Regions from separate parts of the Pan troglodytes genome. Here region 1 is linked to region 2. The links are chromatin contacts, called in public Hi-C maps. All regions are on one chromosome and are shown on one strand. The core of a region is the stretch at or near the end of the contact, and the rest is flanking DNA. Distances in the headings are between cores, read along the strand shown.

Region 1 (7,207 bases), core at 2,290-4,789, 330 kb after region 2:
CACTTCCCCCAAGAAGACTTCTCTGGATCCCACTTTCTTGTCTAGGCTGGGTAAACTCCTCATGTGCTTTCTTCCCTTCCTTTCCCTCCTCTCCCCTCCCTTCCTTTCCTTTACTTTCCCTTCTTTCTCCCTCTCCTTCCTTCCTTTTTTTTCTTTCAAGACAGGGTCTCACTCTGTTACCCAAGCTGGAGTGCAGTCGCAGGATCACAGCACTGGAGCCTTGACCTCCCGCATCAAGTGTTCCTCCCACCTTAGCCTCCTGAGTAGCTGGGACTACAGGTGCACATCCCCATGTCTGGCTAATTTTTGTATTTTTTGTAGAGATGGGATTTCGCCATGTTGCCCAAGACTGGTCTCAAATTTCTGGGTTCAAGCAATCCTCTCACCTTGACCTCCCAAAGCTCTGGGATTACAGGCATGAGCCACTGGGCCTAGCTCTCACATGCTCTTAAAGTTTCTTGGCTTGAAATTGCAGCACGCTAAGCAATAAGGAAACAAAAATTAAAAAGCAAAACTTCCAGGAGCGCCCTATAAAGCTTAAGAATAAAAGAATGAAAAAATAATGTATGTTATTTACTGGCTGGAGTAGTTAGGACAGGCAGAGCCCTAATGGAAAAAGGATATAAAGGATGGTATAGGATATTCAAAGGCCTTGACAGAGGACAAACGCTGGAGGCAAGGAAATGTTTATAAGAAACACTCGTGCTCTTCACGGATGCTTTCGGTATTCCATTAAAGCTTAGAAACTTAGTTTTGAGAGATACCAAAAATCATGTGGTGCAATTCACATCCAATGCTGGAACTATATTACTCTTAAATTTGTCCGGGTCAATGTAAGTATTATAAGCTTTGGTAATTCAACAGACATTCATTAAACAACTCTTATGTTCAAGGGAACTGATGACACAAAGTTGAAAAAGTATAAGGTGCCAGCCCTTAAGGAACTTGTCAGGTAGCCAGGTAGTAGAGAATAAATGGTCATTTATTTATCCACTTAGCAAACATTTATTTCATGCTCTATGCACCAACACAGTATCTTGAAAGACTGGTATTATTGTCATCTCTATTTTATAGATGAGGAAATTGGGTCTCAGAAAGGTTAAGTAATTTCTGAGCTTGCGCAATTATGGTGTCTGGCACGTTCTAAGCATCTTTTATCCATTAGCTTATTTACTCTGCATAATCACCATCCGTGAGGTAGCTACTTTTGTTAGCTTCATTTACATATATGGAAATGTCACTCTGAAAGGGTAATTGACCCTACTAATAAATGGCAGAACCAGGATTACCTCCAGAAAACCTGGTTCCAGCATCTATGCTCTCAACCACCATGTTCTATTGACATATTGTTAAGCCAGTCAGAGTCAAGTCAGTGTATGAGGGTCATGTAATGAAGAACAATGCAAACAATAAATGGTCAATATAACATGTGTCAGTTCTTTCAGTTTCTTTGATTTTTCTCTTCACTCCTTATTGTCCAGTTAACTCCATTACCAAAAATAAATTGCAGAGAAGGAAAATGGCACAATGATGTGGGGGTGATTTTGGCAACAGGTTGGGAAAATATTGCTTTGAGTGGGGGCTTCTACCCTCAGTTAACTGCAGGCTTCTAACTCTCTGAAACGTGCACATTTTAGTGTGGATGAGCTTCTTTGCATCTTTCTGGGAGAAGTTCTACAGCTTTCTTAGATTTCCCTGTGACCCATAAAAGGCTTTAAAAAAAAAAAAAGACCAATTATTAGCCTACTGAAAGCCAATGGAACATTAGGCACGTCAATATTTTATTATAAAAAAATCTATAAATGCTATGGAGGCATTAAAATATTTAGAACAACCCTGTGGTGACACAGAAAATGTTGATGTGATAATGCCAATAACAATTTGAAAGTGTTATGTTCACTTTCTCAACTCTGATTACCTCCTCAATCCATGCATATTTCACTTCCTTTCTTCCAACTAGACTGTACTTAGCAAGGTCACCAGTGACCTTCACCTTGTCAGATCCAGCAACCACTTCTCTATCCTCGAATTTGCAGTATAGTTGGCCACCAGCTCTGCTTCCATGCCATAACTAGTCTGTTTCTACCTTACTGGCTCTCTTTCCCAGTCGCAAATGCCTCACACTTGAGGTATTTAGGTGTATTTAAGTCACGTCTGCAGCCCAGACTGCTACAGTGAGCTCTGTACAACAATATATCCAATTGTCTACTTAACATCACTCCTTGACTAAAATGTAAGCATCTCAGACCAAGTATTTCCAGTCTGGGCATGGTGGCTCACCCCTGTAATCCCAGCACTTTGGGAGGCCAAGCCAAGAGGACTGCTTGAGTCCAGAAGTTTGATACCAGCCTGGGCAATATAGCAAGATCCCATCTCTACAAATAATAATAATAATAATAATAATAAAAGAGCTGGGTGTGGTGGTGCATGCCTGTAGCCCTAGCTACTTGGGAGGCTGAGGTGGGAGGCTCACTTTAGCCCAGGAATTGAAGGCTGTGAATATTTTCAAATAATTATTAATACTATTATTGCCTTTCTCGTTTGGCTCCCAGAACAGTACCTGGTCCACAGAGGACTCTCAAGAAATAGTTGCTGAATGAATGAATGAATGAATGTAAAATGGGGTAAATAATTATATTTTTAAATTATTTTTTAAAATTGTACATATATATATATAACTGTACAATTTAACAACATGCTATGTGTAGACAGTAAAGTGATGGGAAAAACACCAAACATTAACAGCGGTTGTGCATGAAATTAAAAGATTTTTCTTAAAACTCCTTCTCTATTTTTCAATTTTATTTAAAGCGTAGTGGTTAAGAATACCAAAATTTAGAGTCTGAGTGAAGACTGCCAGTTACCAGCTGCACAACCTTGGTTTCCTCTTGTGTCAAATTGGCTTAAAAATATACACAGTACCGGCCAGGCGCGGTGGCTCACACCTGTAATCCCAGCACTTTGGGAAACCGAGGCGGGCGGATTGCCTAAGCTCAGGAGTTCGCGACCAGCCTGGGCAACAAGGTGAAACCCCGTCTCTACTAAAATACAAAAGAATTAGCCGGGCGTGGAGGCGGGTGCCTGTAGTCCCAGCTACTCTGGACGCTGAGGCAGGGGAACTGCTTGAACCCGGGAGGCGGAGATTGTAGTGAGCCGAGATCGCGCCACTGCCCTCCAGCCTGGGAGACAGAGTGAGACTCCGTCTCAAAAAAAAAAAAAAAAAAGTATATATCTATATATAGATATATAGATAGACGCAGTACCTCCTTTGTATTAACATCCCTAATAAGCTTTACTGTGAAATTATGGATGAAAGGATCTTTGCACGATGCAGGGTACGTAGTGAGGGACAGTAATGTTCGTTGATAACGATGACAGGTATGTTTTATTTTATAATGAAAATACATTTGTCTTCTAAACCTTTACCGAAGGGAGTGAAAAGAACACCTCACCCAAACGCCCGCCCTTATGTGCGCAGCCCCGCCTCCTGTAGGCCCCCGCCAAAGGGTGCGCCTGCGCCGTTCTATTTTTCCGTCCACGTGACCCACTCAGGCTCCTCCTTGTCTCCAACATGGCGGCGCCCAGGGGCTCAAGCCGCACGTGAGAAAGTCTGGGCATCTGGGAATCGGAGAGTATAGCCTGTGAGCCGCTTTCCCCTCCTTACTGTCGGTTGCATCCCTTCGACACTCCCGAGGCCGTCGCGGGCCACTGGCCCTCTGCAGCCATGAAGACAAAGCCCGTTTCCCACAAGACCGAGAACACCTACCGGGTGAGCGCGGGAGCTTAGGCAGGGAGCCGCGGGTCTCCGCTGCCTCAGTCGTGAGACAGGCTCTGAGCGAGACTCCAGGGGCCTCAGACTTCTAGGCCGAGTGTGTCACTTTCCTGGAGGCTCCGGCGAAAGAGGGAGACACTGAATGTAGTAAACATGGGTTGGGGGAGGAAAGAAGTCTGGACAGCAAGTTTCACCCATGTTTTATGGGGTCTGGCCAGTCCTGGGAATTTCCTGTAGTCCAGAATTAAATTCACTATTCCAAGAGATTGCTTAGGACCAATTCTCCCCTGCTCTTTTATCTTTAAAGACAGAATTGGGCGAGTCGGCTGGCGGTGAGTGATTCCCAGCTAAGGGCAAATATACAGCGCTTTCTCTGTTTGCCCCTTGATAGATTGTTTCCAGGTCTTCGTTAGGATACAATCATAGGTCTGTATATGTTTAAAAACACTTTTATTGCAGCGACTTTGCTAGGTCCCCATGCTTATGGGAGGGTATGAAACCTAATAGATCTAGCGAGACTAATTGCCAGCATCCACCTAGGCTCACCAGTCTAGCAATGGAAATTTTATTTGAAATGACATAGCTGAGAGAAATTATGCAAACATATAGAAGTATTCATTATCTTTGAACAGTGATGCAGTAAATTTGTTTATGGCCGTATGTTTTTCAGTTTATTTTTCCACTTATCCTTTGTGATTAGAGATGCCTACATGCAGCATTCAAATAGATATTAAAGATCTGATAAATATTAAATAATTATGTATCTTAAATATACTTTCCCTTCCAGTTTCTTACATTTGCTGAACGACTGGGGAATGTTAATATTGATATTATTCACCGGATTGATAGAACTGCAAGCTATGAGGAGGTAAGAGAATGTGATACTAGTCAGTCTTCAAGTGTTCATGGTGTTTTAGTTTCTTCTGTTAGTAGAAGTGAATTGTTTTTCAAGGTATTCCTTTTTGGACATGAAATGCTTTAGACCTGTGCTGTTTCATACAGTAGCCACATATGACAAATTGGATTTAAAGTAAATTAAAAATTTGGGTGCCCAAATGTGGCTAGTTGCTAACATATTGAATAAATATAGAATTGGAACATTTTCATCTTTGCAGAAAGTTCTATTGGGTGAAGCTCTATTAGACAATTGACTTGACTTTCAGCTTCCTTTGTGATTCTAGCCTCTCCCTTTCCCTTATGCATTCCAAGCACTGCTGCAGATCCATATTCCTGAAGCTATAACTTTAAAGTGATTTTGAGGAAGCCCTTTTCCCAGGGCTTAATTTTCTCCTTTATAAAAATAAAGGGGCTAGACTACATAATATTTTCCAGTTTTAACCATACTCTGACTCTGTCATCCCTTTATTTTATTTTTATTTATTTATTCATTTTTTTGAGATGGAGTCTTGCTCTGTCTCCAGGTTGGAGTGCAGTGGCGTGATCTTGGCTCACTGCAATCTCCACCTCCCAGGTTTAAGCGATTCTCCTGCCTCAGCCTCCCGAGTAGCTGGGATTACAGGTGCGTGCCACCACACTCAGCTAATTTTTGCATTTTTAGTAGAGACGGGGTTTCAACATGTTGGCCAGGATGGTCTCAATCTCCTGACCTCGTGATCTGCTTGCCTTGGCCTCCGAAAGTGCTGGGATTACAGGTGTGAGCCACCACGCCCGGCCTTGTCATCCCTTTATGCAGAAGTCTTTTTGTGCATCATGTCATTATTCCTCCTAGCCTTTTAAGGTCCTGTGTAACATGCCTATACCTTGGCGATCCAATCTCAGTTCTTAATATTCTTACTATAATCAGACTCCACTCACTGTGTCTTTGAATGCATTATCTCCACCATATAAATTCAATGTGTTAAATGATGTTGTCTAGGTGAGCACACTGTGCTTTGGGAACTCATAGTAAAGGGAACCTAACCTACATTCTTTAGGGGTGTCAAAAAGGGTGATCTAGACGAGGCGACACCTGAATTGCATCTTGTTTATATAGGTTTTAACATGATAAAGAGGACAGGAAAGGCTGTTCCAGGCTGAGGGAGAAGCCTATATAAAGGAACAGAAGCTAGAGAATGCATGTCACATTCAAGAAACTGCAAAGCAGTGCAGTGTGGTTATAGGTGTGTATAGGGTGTTTTTTTGTATTCATAGTGACTGGGATGGGGCAAGGGGGTAGCTGGTGAGATAAAGCTGGAGAGGTAGGCAAGGATCATAAAGGGCTTCATATGTCAAGCTAAGTTTGGGTTTTATCCTGAAGCCATAGGGACTTAGAGTTCTAGGACTGTAAGCAGAGGAATGAATGACATGATCAGGTTTAAATTTCCAATCTCTGGCTTTAGTGTGGAGAAAAGAGCAGGACTGCAGTCCTGCATCATGTCATGATTCCTCTGCTAGCCTTTTAAGGTCCTGTGTAACATGCCTTTAACTTGGAGATCCAATCTCAGTTGTCCAGTTGTGAGGATTTGACTGTCATCTAAGTAAGAAATGATTATGGTAGCAGGAATCAAGATAGAGAGAAGAGAAAGATTCCAGAGATATTGAGGAAGTAGAATGAATGGATAGGACTTGTGACCTGCTGGGTTTGCAGCAAGGAAGATAATGAGGTTAAGGCTGAGTGGTTGAGGATGTTACTCATCAAGATATATTTATAGGTAAAGGAGCACAAGGTTGTAAAAATAAGATAATTAGTTCCATTTGGGGCTTGAGTTTGAAATATCTGTGGCCATCCAAATGATAGTGTCCAAGAGATGTTTGTATATATGGATCTGGAGTATAGGTGACTTCAGAGGTGAAATTACAGATTTGGCATTTAGAATATGGTTAATAGTTTAAGCCACAGGAGAGGTTGAAAGTATCAAGAGGCAGTGTTAAGAAGGCAGAGAAGACAGCCTGAAATTAGAATCCTGGACTGGATGGTCCAGAATGGCCTCTGTCACGTGTCTGGCAGTTGGCTGTGGCTTGTTGATCTTGGTTCTTTTCATGGCCTCTTATTCCCCAATAAGCTAGACTAGGCTTCTTTTCATGGTGGCAGAATCTTTTCAATAAAGTGAAGGCAGAAGCTGTCAAGACCTCATAAAGTTTTGCTTTGGTCATCAGAGTCACTTTCATCGCATGTTATTAGTCAAAGCAAGTCAGGAGGCCAGGCCAGATTCAAAGGGTGAGGAAACAGACTCCGTCTCTTGGTGAAAGGAGCTCCAGAATTACCTTGCAAAAGGATGTGACATGGTCTCTCACACATAGCTGACATATGCCAGGTCTGTGCTAGGCTAGAAATGCATTCTGCATTTAAGTTTTAAACTGTGTGGCATATTTTCCTTCTGCCTTAAAGGACATGAAAATGCCTTAAAGGACATGAAAACAACAAAAAAAAATTTTTTAATATTTTTACTTTTGAAAAGTAGAGATAGGATCTCGTGTTGTTGCCTAGGCTAGTCT
Region 2 (7,096 bases), core at 3,124-5,623:
TCATCTCTCAGAAGGAGTGAAAAATCCAACTGCAGTAAACACACACACACATGCGTGAGCACATGTGGGTGCACAGTCGAGGTTGAATATCTTGGATACTTCTGTGTAATATGATACAAATTACATTATCAAAATTTTTATGCTCACATTTATTAATCACTTACTATTATAATTTCCATTTAACAGATGAGACCATTGGTAACTTGCCCCAGACAACATAAGTAGTAAGAGATAAAGCCAGTATTAAAACCTAAGCATACTTGCTCTTTGCCCTTATATTGTGTTGATTTCTGGTATCTAAAGGTGAATTTCAGGGTTAAAGAAGTTAGGAGAGGCAGGGCATGGTGGCTCATGCCTATAATCCCAGCACTTTGGGAGGCCAAGGCGGGCGGATCACGAGGTCAGGAGATTGAGACCATCCTGGCTAACATGGTGAAACCCTGTCTTTACTAAAAATACAACAACAACAAAAAAAATTAGCCGGACGTGGTGGCGGGCGCCTGTAGTCCCAGCTACTCGGGAGGCTGAGCCGAGATCATGCCACTGCACTGCAGCCTGGGTGACAGAGCAAGACTTCGTCTCAAAAAAAAAAAAAAAAAAAAAAAAGTTAGGAGACAGGCTGAGAAGACAAGTAGTGTTATGAAAAGGAAAAGGTAAAGGAACAAGGAAAATTGGGATGAATAATGAAGTTGGGTGCTGCCCAGACTGTGGTTCTTATGCCTCTAGTAGCCATAGACTTGAATCTTGGTACATAACCACTTACAAGCTGAGTGGTCATGGGCAATTTATCAGATTTTTATGGATCTCTGTTTCCATTGTTAATCCTGAAGGTGATATAATTTATCGTAAATGATGAAGATTAAGTGGACCTATATATAGTGCCATTCTTTGTTTTTCCTAATTTTTACTTTTAAATTTCATATTATTGTTTTACTTCCAGTGTAAGTTGTTCAGCTACCTTCTATTTATGGCAAATGATATTTGTTTTCCCTTTATGACTGATATAAAATCTTTTTATAAAATGATTATTTTAAAAAGTGAGTTATTTAAAGAAATATACAAAATTAAGATATTGTAGATGGTATTACAAATTTGACAAAAATTGTGAAGATGGCCCGCGAATGATAGCATTCTGTGTTACTTGGCTAGTCCCTTGTGGTGGACGGACTCTAAAGTCTGTGATGCCTGCTTCCTTTTCACATCTTCCCTTCCCCTTGAGTTCAGGTGGGACCTGTGGCTTATATTTAACCAATAGAATATGGCTTTTGCTATCATAGAATATGACAAATTTAATGGGATGTCACTCCTGTGATTATCTTATATGGTATATAAGATCTCATCTCAGCAGACTGGCGTCAGAGAGACCCTCCTTGCTGGCTTTGAAGAAGTAAGCTACCATATTGTGAGACAGCCTATGAAGAGGGCCACCTAGCAAAGAAAGGTGGGGTGGCCTCTAGGAGCTGGCATCCAGCTGACGTCCAGCAACAAGCAGGGATCTTAGTCCTACAACCACAAGGAGTTGAATTCTGCCAATAACTGGGAATCCTGGAAGCAGGTCTTTCTTCAGTTGAGCCACTGATGAGACTACAGCCCCAGGCAAGACCTACATCATAGCCTGGTGAGACCCTAAAGCAGAGAACCCAACTCAGCTGTGCCTGACTTCCACCCTCTAGAAACTCTGAGATAATTAATATGTGTAGTTGTAAGTCTCCAAGCCTATAGTAATTTATTATGCAACAATAGATAATTAATACAGTGATTAAAAATCTGGGATCACACATTCTGAGTGTTCATTTGGTTCTACCATTACAAGCTGTGTGCCCTTGTAAAAGTTAACTTATCTGCAAAATGAGGCTAATAATGGGATTTATCTCATGGGTTATTTTAATTAAGTGAGATCATTTATATCGAGTGCTTATCTCTGTGCCTTTTACATGGTAAGCATTTAGTAAACTTCATTATTATCATCATTACTGTTATCATAACAGCTAAATACAACGTGTTAACACTTTTATTTTGGAGTAGTTTTCAAGGTAAACTTTAAGAAAAATTTTCATCCAGTTTACAAATTCTTTATAATGCAACCATTAGGAATAGCAACATCAGTGGGTCATATATTGTTACTGTGTATGCATTAATGAGATTTATAATTTAACGCTCTTGGAAGAACTCGGAATACACTTGGTAACAAGTTTAGCGTGATCAAGGTTCAGATGTTTATCTGCTTGGAGAGGATTTGGTTTTAGATTCATCTGGGTATAAAGTTATAGATCAATTCAGAGCTAAACAACAATAGTAACAACAACAACAAAAACTGTATTTGATTGTCCAACCCAGTGTTTCTTTACCCCCGTTCAAAGGAAATCTTCACAAAGATTTCCCCACTTAAAGAGCTAATCTCATGCAGATGGCTCTGTTCCCTTGTAGACTTCCTGCCCAAATTACCCTAATTTCATCCCCATTTATATACTGCAGCCACATCCAGCTTGTTGCTGTAGATGCTCTCTCAGCATCCAGAACTCCGAGGATACAAGAACGACAACATCCTCCCTTCCTTCACAGTTGAAAACATGATGATGAGTGTCTCAAATAAATGAGTGTCAGGACTATGTGCACTACCCAGATTTCTGTCCTCTAGGGCTTTCTGGTCAGAAAAGAAAAAAAAAAAAGAAAAAGAAAATCAGACTTTTCTCCACCCAATAATCTCCACTTTACTCCAGTCAATCTTCTTATATGTCACACACTTGTATTACCAAGGGTCTCAAGTTAAGGTGACAAGAAAGGAGAATTTAGGACAGTCATAACCAAAGAAGGAAGAAAGCAGATTTTCTTCTGAACCTCAGAGCCCTGGCGATTCCTTGAGTGTCTTTCAAGAGCTACCAATGTCAGTCCACACTTGTGGTGGCTTTTCTGTTAACTTGAGTCTTAGGCTGGATTTCCAAAGCATAAGCAGAACTTGAGGTGAAAATTCTTCCTCAGGTTGTTGTTGGGTGGGGCAATCTCAGGAGAAAGGGGCATGAGAGGAGCAGAAGAGAACAGCTAAGCCAAAAGCATGGCCTCAGCTGGACACTACCTTCAGCCTGATCCCACAGGGGAACTCGGTAATCAGCAGGTGCAGCACAGAGCTGGTCTACTTTTCAGACACGGGCCCCTACGTCAGTCAGTCATTGGCTGAGGTCTGTGAAGGTGGTGAGAGGTAGGCACTGTCCGTTTGGCTGAGGGTCATTCTGGGTACCATCAGCATACATTACCACTGGTATTGAGTTAGTAGTAGAGATGCTGCCAAATCTGTGGTATTCAGACAGCACTTTTTGAGATGCCAGCAAACATGAAATTCATGGGGGTCCTTGACCAAGTGAAGAGAGAACAAGTACACATTGGAATTTCTTCTGTTTTAATTTGTCAAGTTGTTCTTCTAATTTTAGGATACTGTTTCTCAAAGGTAAAGATTCCATGTTGCTAGTGTAATCACTTTGAGGGAAGACATACATGTGGCCAACAAGCATATTAAAAGCTCAATATCACTAATCATTAGAGAAATGTAAATTAAAACCACAGTGAGATACCATCTCACGCCAGTCAGAATGGCTATTATTAATACTAAAAAGTAAAAAAATAACAGATGTTGGCAAAGTTGTGGAGAAAAGGGAATGTTTAGACACTGCTGGTGGGAGTGTCAGTTCAATCACTGTGGAAAGCAGTGTGGAGATTCTTCAAAGAGCTAAAAACGGAACTACCATTCAACCCAGCAATCTCATTACTGTGTATATACCCAAAGGAATATAAGTCATTCTACCATATAGACACATACACATGTGTGTTCGCTGCAGCACTGATCACAATAGCAAAGACATGTAATCCACCTAAATGCTCATCAATGGCAGGTTGGATAAAGAAAACATAATATTTACACATCATGGAATACTATGCAGCTATTAAAAAGAACAAGATCATGTTCTTTGTAGGGACATGGATGGAGCTGGAGGCCATTATCCTTAGCAAACTAATGCAGGAACAGAAAACCAAATACTGCATGTTTTTACTTATAAATGGGAGCTGAACGATGAGAACACATGGACACATGTCTCTTCTTTTTTCAGAGAGAGACTTTGTCTTACTGGTTTTTGCATTCCAAAGACTTATTACAGTGCTTAGCTTGTGGAATCCTGAGTTTGCTACAAAAGATTGTGGATAGCTGATTTTCACAGCTGAGTCTGGGTAACAACAGTCAATTCATCTCCAGGGTTTTTCAACATTGACCCTATTGACATTTAGGGCTGGATAATTCTTTGTTGTAGAGGGCTATTCTGTGCTTTACAGGATATTTGGCAGCAGCTCTAGCCTCTACCCACTAGATGCCAGTAGCACCTCCTTCAAGTAATGACAACCAAATATATCTCCAAGCATTGTCACATGTCCTGGTGTGGGGGGAGGGAGGAATCATCCCTAGCTGAGAATCCCTGGGTTTGACCCTTGATCCAATATTATATGGTTTGTTGTAGTGTCCAGGGGGTAGCGCTTCCATTCTTTTATCCATGTTCAACCAACTTATTTCAGCACTCTTAACATCAGACTCTTGAATCAGAAAAGAGGCCTGTGTATTTGAGGGGAAGAATAGAGTATGTGAAGACTGGCTCTCAAGCCAGACAGCTGGGATTTAGATCCACTTACTACTTTACCACTTACTAAGTGAATAACTGGGTAAAGCTTTTAATCTCTCTGTGCCTTAGTTTCTTTGTTTGTTAAGTGCCAGATAATTCCTATCTCAAGGGCTATTATGAGGATAAAATGAGTTAATAAATTACAATATGCTTAGGAAAGAGTCTGGACATATTGACAGCTTTAACGCATGGCTGTTGTTGGCATTGATGGTACTGATAAAGAAGGGAGTGATTTCAACCACTGGTCATCCTGTTCCTGAAGCTCAAGCATTCAATCCTGTCACCTCTTGGGCTGAAAGTCCTTGTGTGTCTAGGGAAAGCTGAGGGGACCTGGTAGATGGCAAGAGATATAACGATAAGTCCCACCTCATCACCAGGACTCAGTCCACCTACCACTGCCCCATATCAGTCTGTAGAATCAGGGCTGTGTTCTTACTGGTTCATCTTGTTAGGGCAGTTTTATCAAATTGATGATGGTTTGAGAGAAAGTGTTCTCCCTCCTTTCCCTCCCTCCCTTAGTCTTACTCTAATTTCTGAGACCGGTTTAAAGATCTCAGGGCCTCATTATTGCCTCAACTGCTTTTGCTTATTTAGGTAGACAAAGTTTAATCAAAACATTTCTGTTGCCAGGTCAAGATGACCAGTACAAAGTTATCTTGATTTACTCAAAGGATTATTCCAAATCAACACGTATTTCATATAACTCACGCATATTACTTCAGTCAAGACAGACCAACTTTAAGGGAAAAAAATGCCCATTATACAAGGCACAGCCGAAAAACTCAAGTCATTTTATGAACTGTTGTCATCCCACAAAAAGAAACTTATTTAATCTAAAAGATTTTCTCAGCAGTCTAAATTTAACTTCTCTGATATAAAGCACGTTTTGCATAATCATCATTATGTGCCACATGTGGGCATTGTATTATATTTATGAAAGGAATTGAAGTCCTTTCTTTGTGATATTTTTGCTCCTGCTGTTTTTGCTGTTATGATAAATTGCTGAAAATTATGCAAAGTATATATCATGAATATGACACTAATTATTCATTAATGGCATGGAGAGATTTAAAAGCTTTGAAGCAGCCTGGAGAACTGTAAATCCATTTACAATCTCCAGCTTGTAACCCTTACAAGTGAAAAATTTGAAAAAGATGAAGTGTAAGCTGAGTATTATTAATTGAACTTGACATACCTTAGTTGCAAAAGTGATGATGCAGCACTGCCTCTTGAGGCAAGGGCCCTGGCTTAGCTCACTTCCTATTGTATCTTAGGCATATTTTAAGAGCAGTCTGTGGTATCTAATAACTCCATTTCCAGATGAAGTAATTCATTCATTCATTCATCAAATGTCTGATGAATATCTACTACTATTGAAGGAAGGGAGGCATTAAATAAATATATCAGATGTAATAGGTATTGTGGAGAAATATACAGGAATGCTGGGAAGGAGTCACTATTTCATTTCAGGAGTTCAAGAAAAATCTCTATGATAATGGGTGAACTAAGCACAAAGAGAAATTGGAATTTGCATGTCTAAACCCAACTCTCTAAAGCATTGCAGAATTTTCCCACTGCTGGGTTTCCTTTGTTTTGTGCATTCCTATGCAGGCTGGCATGGGTGTAGGAAGAGTAAGTGGAGTAACTGAATCGGGAGGTATGGTAACAGGGGGAATAGCTGGATTTGGCTGTGGGATAGAGGTAAGCTCTGGTGTTTGCATCTAAATGAACTCTTACGGGGCACGGAACAGGGAAAAAAGTCAAGTGCACGAGCAGTGTTGGGATTTTGGAGAGGCCCGACCTAGTTGCAAACACCTCCCTAACTTGTCCTTTTCCATTAATCAGTTGAACTCTCATTCTGGGTGCTACCTCTTCACTTTTGCCTACCCAGAAACCCAAAGTTTCTTCTTTAAAATTCTTCCCTAGTACTTATAATTGCCTAGCCCCTCTTTCATTTGGGGTTGTGCAGGAAAGCCACTCTGTGTCCTCCAGGAATGAAGTGTTCAATAAAGAATTTTACAGCACTGTAAAACCACTTAAAAGGTTGGGCATGAAGGTCAGGGAATCCACTTCCCATCACTTCAGCCTGAAGCACCACAGCAGCAGGTCTCAGGTGCCGGCGTGGAAGCCACTGGGATCTCACTAATGCCCTTCTGCAGCACGTGATTCTCAAAACTTACCTGGAGCTGCTTCAAACCTCAAATCTGCCTGTAACTACCTGCCTGAGAAACAGCCTTTCCTTTCCCACCTTCCATCTGAGCACCCATCATTGTACACTTTAACCCAGAACTTTATGGAGAAGGGGATTCTGGGAAACCAGAACCAGGTTCTGGTCCCAGCTTCTCAGCAATGCAGAGGACTCAGAAGGAGGTGCTAAGGTGACAACAAACAATATAGTGCAGCCACCAGCCCTCCTAACAGGTTGTTCCCTGTCC

Evidence for each region. Hi-C and Micro-C count contacts between places; a contact is called where the count stands out from the background.
Region 1: a Hi-C map of induced pluripotent stem cells shows a contact between it and region 2, with 1.6 times the contacts expected there. The contact joins the promoter of UTP20 here to the enhancer-like site in region 2. A contact is called at or near these places in 1 of 7 Hi-C or Micro-C datasets (induced pluripotent stem cells) and 1 of 1 datasets of contacts at active chromatin or transcription factors (stem cell-derived excitatory neurons).

The regions. Positions count from the first base shown.
Region 1 is chr10:108,105,522-108,112,728 of NHGRI_mPanTro3-v2.0_pri, forward strand. UTP20 (UTP20 small subunit processome component) reads left to right here and starts at 3,540. Exons shown (of 62, transcript XM_016924041.4): 1 at 3,540-3,769; 2 at 4,560-4,640. The coding sequence starts at 3,725.
Region 2 is chr10:107,772,803-107,779,898 of NHGRI_mPanTro3-v2.0_pri, forward strand. All of the region lies in intron 6 of ANO4 (anoctamin 4), which reads left to right. Among named protein-coding and RNA genes, the nearest start is that of ANO4, 230 kb to the left of the region's middle. Within about 2 kb of position 4,374, at least 2 of the 24 cell types and tissues checked have an H3K27ac peak or open chromatin away from gene starts, as enhancers often do. A contact at or near this core is called in induced pluripotent stem cells, where this site is marked.